Regions from separate parts of the Sus scrofa genome. Here region 2 is linked to region 1. The links are chromatin contacts, called in public HiChIP or PLAC-seq maps. All regions are on one chromosome and are shown on one strand. Each heading gives the region's core, a stretch centred on a gene start, on an enhancer-like site or on the middle of the called end of the contact. The rest is flanking DNA. Distances are from core to core; before and after follow the strand shown.

The links. HiChIP or PLAC-seq counts read pairs in DNA pulled down with a chosen protein or histone mark.
Region 2: an H3K27ac HiChIP or PLAC-seq map of alveolar macrophages shows a contact between it and region 1. The contact joins two enhancer-like sites. A contact is called at or near these places in 1 of 47 Hi-C or Micro-C datasets (embryonic fibroblasts) and 1 of 2 datasets of contacts at active chromatin or transcription factors (alveolar macrophages).

Annotation. Positions count from the first base shown.
Region 1 is chr12:13,632,223-13,635,742 of Sscrofa11.1, forward strand. All of the region lies in intron 3 of HELZ (probable helicase with zinc finger domain), which reads right to left. Among named protein-coding and RNA genes, the nearest start is that of HELZ, 21 kb to the right of the region's middle. Within about 2 kb of position 1,734, at least 3 of the 83 cell types and tissues checked have an H3K27ac peak or open chromatin away from gene starts, as enhancers often do. A contact at or near this core is called in alveolar macrophages, where this site is marked.
Region 2 is chr12:14,011,515-14,015,220 of Sscrofa11.1, forward strand. PITPNC1 (phosphatidylinositol transfer protein, cytoplasmic 1) reads left to right here. Exons shown (of 9, transcript NM_001143722.1): 9 at 3,414-3,706. Among named protein-coding and RNA genes, the nearest start is that of NOL11, 22 kb to the right of the region's middle. Within about 2 kb of position 1,372, at least 24 of the 83 cell types and tissues checked have an H3K27ac peak or open chromatin away from gene starts, as enhancers often do. A contact at or near this core is called in alveolar macrophages, where this site is marked.

The DNA of each region.
Region 1 (3,520 bases), core at 484-2,983:
AACTTCCATATGCCACAAGTGCAGCCCTAAAAAGAAAAAGACAAAAAATTAAAAAAATTTTTTAAATAATGATTATGATTATGCAATCATAATAATGATTATGATTTCCAATAGCCATCGGAGAAATACATGCATTTTTATGTTGCTAACAAAGACAATCTAAGCGCTACAAGGAGAAGAGTTCCCGTAGTGACACAGCGGAAACAAATCCAACTAGGAACCATGAGATTGTGGGTTTGATCCCTGGCCTTGTTCAGTGGGTTAGGGATCCGGCGTTGCCATGAGCTGTGGTGTAGCTCACAGATGCGGCTCAGATCCTGCGTTGCTGTGGCTGTGGCGTAAGCTGGCGGCTACAGCTCCGATTCGACCCCTAGTCTGAGAACCTCCATATGCCGCCAGTACAGCCCTAAAAAGCAAAAAGACGGGAAAAAAAAAAAAAAAAAAACAAGGAGAGACTACAGACAGACCTATTCATTTTCAGTAGCTATGGGGGGAAATGACTTAATTTGAAGAGTTAATATCTCTGATTCATAAGCTCAGGGGCCTACCTCGGAAGCAGACATGCAGATGTCTACCACAATTACCTCTGTGAAATTAATTAATCAGGTCCGGATAATTCCTTTCTAACTGAGGGCTACCTGAAGCTCGACAGAGGTAGTGTGCTGTAGTGTGGATCTCCATGCAAGGCAAGTCTCTGGTAATTGCTTTTGGGGTTTGGTTTTTTGGGGGTTTTTTTGGGTCATTTTAGGGCCGCACATGTGGCACATGGAAGTTCCCAGGGTAGGGGTCGAATCAGAGCTACAGCTGCCAACCTACACCACAGCTCACAGCAACACCAGATCCTTAACCCAATGAGGGAGGCCAGGGATAGAACCCACATCCTCATGGATCCTAGCGGGTTCACTAACCATTGAGCCACGAAGGGAATTCCATGGTAATTGTTTTCTCTGATTTTTCAGAAACATGAAAAACAGCATGACCTTGCTACACAGACTCCTGAGGAAGTGTTTTCGCAAACACAAAACAAAACTGGCGGTCAAAGTCAAAGTGAGACAATATCTCAAGCCACACTATAATGGACTACAGAAAACCCACAGAGAGATCCAGCACCACTTGTGTACTAGGCCAGCTCCCAGATACACCTCCCCATGTAGCCGACCTTCTTGTCAAGGATACATAGATACATCCGTATCTATAGCATGAGATTCTGCCACGTGGCCAGCATAGCCTGATCCAAGGACAGATGCTGACCAAGCTGGGTCTTGTAAGAGCCTCTCCCATGGGGACAGAAAGGCCCAGAGAATGGAGCTGAGTCACATAAATCACACCAGGGTAGGAGAAGCACCACATCCACCCACTGTGAGGTCCACCCCTATCTGCCTCAATTCTTTCTTTTCCTGTTAAAAATTATCCAACTTTCACTTTTCGAAGGATATAAAACACTATAACTTTCTGCAAACTCTTACCCCTGAGGGGAGCACAGACTAGAAGGATATAACCTCACAGACAAAAAAAGCTGAAATCAGAAACCAAGATTCTAATCCAAATTCATGAACTCCTGTGATCTGTTACTAATCTATACAAGAGACTAGTATCACATTAGCTGTTTGGCCACCCAGTATCCATTCCTTTTTCTGGTAATAAAAGCCCACAATTTCCCTCTGAGTATTCACCTCTTCCCCTCAGTCCTGGTGTTCCTGAGGAGCTGACTCCACCACAGACCCAAGTGTGGCACGTGACCAGAACTGGCCAATCCGAGCCTCATAGCCCCAAACAGGGATTGGCTCAAGGTCAGACATGTGACTCCATAAGAGCCAATGAGACATCATGAGATTTGCTGAGGCTTCTGGGAAAGAGATAGGTGCCCTTTCCTGATGAATCTAAAATGTGAGAGGCCACACAGGGGTTGAATACACTGTAGCCATTTTTCTAACATACAGTGCCTACAACTGAAGTCCACACTGGAAGAGGCAGAGGTGATTAAGTGGGAGAACCTGAGTTCTGATGACCTCACTTTAGCCCTGAATCCAGCTAGCTGTGCCAGGACTTTGCACTTAGGTGAGCCTAATTCAAATTTCTTTGTAGCTCAAGCCAGTTTAGGTTGCTATTTCAGACACTTGAAGCTAATTGATATATATGTGTATATCTGATTAGGACCTCACAAGATGTGAAAAACAAACTGATAGTTGCAAAACAATGTACATACACATGATTATTAATAACATTGGTCACAGTTATTGATTAATAAAAACAAGTGTAAAAGGGAAAAAAATGGCATGGGAGAGAAATGACTTAATATGTGTGATATTTAGTTACTCTGCTTCTTGAAAATATTCCAAAACATTTGTTTAAACAATTTTATCATAAAGCAATAATAATAAAAATAATAACAATAAGAGCCATTTGCTGAATATTTACTGTGTGCCAGATGCTGCTGAAGTGACTATATATTATGTAATCTAACTGAATCTTCATAATGACCTTATAAGGTAGATGTTAACAACATCTTTCCCATTTACAGGTAAGGAAACTGAGGCACAAAGAAGTTACTCACCAACAGTTACTAGAAATAAGAGGCCTGATACAAATGCAGACAATCTGATGCAGCTCATGTTTTGAGCCATGACACTGATTCTGGAGCTATAATCAGAGTTCTAATGCTGTTCCAGTGGAACAGAGACTCAAACTCAAGCGCTCCTAAAAGCTCAAATGTCAATGTAAAATACTACTCTTTTAACTCTGGAATAGTCATAAAGACTAATTCCTACATAATTCTGCATTATGAAAGTATACATATTTAGCCACATTAGTGATTACCATTTAAAAAAAAAATGTGAAAACCCTCAAAAACCTAAACCAATCACATCTTTTGGTTAAGCAAAAGTCCTAGATGTTCCCAAGACTAAGGAGTATATTAATTACCACCTTTCCAGAAAATAACATTTGCATCTTCCACAAAAGTCAACTTTTGAGAACATTCCATCACTGTTATTTTTCACCACTTTTATAGAATAGAAAAATCTATCCATCACAGTATAATACAAAAAAAAGAAAAATTTATGAATTGGACTTTCTCAAAATTAAACATTTTTGCTCTTTGAAAGACACTATTTAAAGAATGAAAAGATAAGCTACAGACTAAGAGAAAAACACTTACAAATCCCATATCTGGAAAAAAAGAAATTTGTATCCAGATGTATAAAGAATTTTCAAAACTCAACAGTAAGAAAACAACCCATTTAGAAGCTGGGCAAGAGATTTCAACAGACACTCCACTAAGAGGATATAACGATGGCAAATAAACTCATGAAAAGACATTCAATGGCATTAATCATCAGAGAAATGCCAATTAAAACCATGACCTGATACTACTACATACCTATTAGAATGGCTAAATTAAAAATACTGATTATCAGAGTTCCCGCTGTGACACAACGAAATGAGCAGCATCTCTGGAGCCCTGGGACATAGGTTCTACCCACAACGAGGCACAGTGGGTTAAGGGTCCAAAGTTGCAGCA
Region 2 (3,706 bases), core at 122-2,621, 380 kb after region 1:
AACCAGTTTCTTGGGACTTGGGTTCATGTCCAGATGGGGCTGCTGTCCAAGTGCCCACTGGCAGAGCAGTGAAGGTGTGGTGAGGAGGAGCCAGATGAGATCCAGCCTGGGACTTAAGCCTGGGAGAGCCTGACATTATTTAGTGGCACAGGGGTGATGAAGAGCTGACTGTGTGGTGTACGCTGGCATCTTAACTAGAGTTCTGTCTCAGTCATTCATTCCCATGAAGATGAGTTACAAAGAAAAACGTTATCCCCAAGTCATTGATATGCATCTTTGGCCAGAGCTGTGATGTCTTTGGGTGCTAGCTTGAGCCCGCATGTCTGTTAATACCTAGTAGAGACTTAAGAAATTGACCACGTGGTTATAGAATGTTGAGAGGTGGCTGTCGTTGTAAGCGCTTTAGAATTGTGGAGACCTCTGGTTGCACGTGGGAAATGTCTAGTGGACTTTGGAGTGCATGTCTTTGGAATCTGCCTTGTAAGGCTCATGCGCTGCCGTAGACTGCATGTGACTGCCCTTGAGGTTGAAATGCCCCTGACTCTTCCTTCCCGTTTTGCATGCCATGGTTGGATTTGCAGAAAGCTGTTTGGACCAGACTTAACTGAGAAGTTCCTCTGTAGGCACCGACCAGTTCCAAGAGAACACCCCCCTTCCTCTTGCCCTGTTCTGAAGTTAGAAATGCTCAGTAAGGAGACTGTCCTTGAATTTCCATCACTTTGAATGACCTTTTCTTTAGGAATGCTAGACACCGTTTCCCCCCCTCAGCCGAGCTCTGAAAGCTACTCACTCTGTAAGCACAAGACAAAGGAAGCCAGGGAAAGAGGAAGATGCCTCATGGCCAAAGGATGTGACGCAGTGCTTTCCTCATTCTGAGTTCTTATGGCTTACAGCTTGAGGCTCTTTGGTTTTCTTTCTGTTTCACTGTGATTATTACTATTAGAAAGTCTACTGTGTAGAGATACCTGGGATGGGTCTGCCCGTGGGAAAGCCTGTGCGTTCTCTGGCTGCAACGCACAGTCCTTCCCATAACTTCAGAGACGTCTGTCTCCTCAGGAATTACACGAAGTGGTTATCTTTGAATGCTTACCACATGTCTCTTATTCTTTGGAATTCCATCAAATTGGGCATCATTTCTTTCTCCGTATTTTTCTTCTCTATCGTAATGGAAAACTTGAAATCAAAAGGCTGCTGCCCATAACAAGTAAAAACGGCATGGATGCTCGGTAAGTTTAAATCATCCACCTGCGTAGAGATAAACTAGATTGAAATTAGGCAAAATGAACATCCATGGCCACAGCAGTAAGGAAATAACAGTCTCCTTTTCAACTGAGCGGCTTCAATACTTTGAAGGAAGAGAACTTCTAAGAGACTGTGAACCAGAGTGTAGAATCCGAATTCTCTTCCTTGGGTGATTTCTGCCCCCTGCTGGATGTTTGGAGTAGAGCACTATATTCAGCCACTTGCATGGAAAACCTGGTTTTTCAAAGATGATATCCATTTATTATAACAGAAACACAGCTAAATTTTTTCGGAGTCCAAAATTTGTTTTGAAATACCTCTTTTTGAAAAAACTTAAATCTCATTTCTTAGCTTATTTAACAGTCTTGGTATTTTTTTTAAGTGGTAAGGTTACAGGTCAAGTACTTCCTGCTATATTCTGAGTTTTATATTCTATCAACAGTCATGATTTTTTATTCCCTTTGTAAAAAACGTTTCCCTTTCAGAAAGTTTTAATAACCATTCCCAGGAAATCCTCTTAAGGATTTTTGCTTTTCAAACAATATTTCTGGTTTGCTCATATGTTGTGATATGAACATACATAATTATGTATATGTCTTTATTATTAATACCGTGTTATGAGTATTTACTCCATAGTTAATATTTCCAAAGTGGCTGTGTTGCTTCCTACTAGTTTATGCACCATCCTCTACTGAAGGTTCCCCTGGGAGAGGACAGGAATGAAAAATGGGTGTCTGGGAAGCTGAAACAGATGAAGAGTTCCATGGGGCAGCCAATTTCATCTTTTACTCAAGGGCAAGCTTTAGGCCTTCACTCAGTGCTTTTTCTAATAAGCCCAGCTACCTGTTTTCCCCGTTAGCAGTGATAAAGTTGGCAGAGGATAGTAGCCAGGCTGAGAGTAATTAACAATAACTGTAGTAGCAATACTAATAGAGTTCCTGAGAATGAGAGACGAGACCTCAAACTCTTTGCTTTAGCAAAGTCATCACTGTATCATAGCACAGTGATATGTTTTCAGAGTATTATGTCTAAAAGGTAGGAAATGTCTGTAATACATTATTTAATGTATTTACATGAGGGAAAGATTTACATTTAAAACACTTTTTTTCTTCCTCACGTAGTAAGAACATTTCAGGTTTTCGGAAAATCTACATCATCTTGGCAATGCCTATTAAGTGAGGCATCCCTGAACTACTTCCTGAACGCCAAATAATGCTCCTTTTTCTTTTAAATAAAATTCTCACCCATGAAGTGATCCTCTCTTTTTGTTCTTTGCTCTTTTTCTTTTCGTGTTTCCTTGAGGAGTGGTTGGTTTTTTTGTTTGTTTGTTTGTTTTCTCCTTGGTTTGGGGATAATTAGCAGAGTTGGTTGGTTGTTGTCATATCATACTTGCTTTTTTAAGGTGAAGTAAGTGAAACACAGCATCTGAAAAATCTTAGGATAGCTACACAGTCAGGAAACAAGTAACCCCTAGAATGCAAAAAGTGTATGCGTTGAGTAAGAGAAGAGCATGTGGAGAAATTCTGACGATTTGCCTGTTTACACTACAAAGGTATACTAGTATTTTCATAAGCTGAAGTAGGTAATAATATGTATCATTCGGGGGCCATTGATTGCTTAATTACTTTCCCTTTATAGAAAGGATGGCCAGGTCTAATAATAGCTCCAACACCCACCATTCCCACAACACACACAGACACATACATAGCAGCGGCACAGATCTGTACTCTCCTGATAAGTTCTTACTCCGAATACTTGAAATACTCACTGAAGAGTGCTTTGGAAAATCTCAGATGGATATTCACAAAGGACTATTTTTTCAGACATTCGCCCCAATCCAAAAGAAAAAAATTTAAGCCTTAGTATTTGGATGTTAATTTGGACATACAATCTGGAGAGACGCCTTTATCATGGGGTTTTGATAGGTCCTTTAAAAATAGGCAGAAAGGAGTTCCCTGGTGGCTCAATGGGTTCAGGATCCCACACTGTCACTGCTGTGGCCCAGGTCACTGCCGTGGTATGTGTTCGATCCCTAGCCCCTGGAACATCTGCATGCCGCTGGTGCAGCCAAACATTTTTTTAAAAAAAGAAAAAAACAGGCAGAGCAATGAATCCATTTGCAACTCTTCTAAATGCCTGCTCATTTCTCTTTCTATTTCTTTTCCTTTAAGACATGACAATGGATGAGGTCCGAGAATTTGAACGAGCCACTCAGGAAGCCACCAACAAGAAAATTGGCGTTTTCCCACCTGCCATTTCTATCTCCAGCATCCCCCTCCTGCCTTCTTCAGTCCGCAGTGCCCCTTCTAGTGCTCCATCCACTCCTCTCTCCACAGATGCACCAGAATTTCTATCGGTTCCCAAAGATCGGCCCCGGAAAAAGTCTGCCCCAGAAACTCTCACGCTTCCAGACCCTGAGAAAAAAGCCACCCTGAATTTACCTGGCATACATTCTTCAGATAAG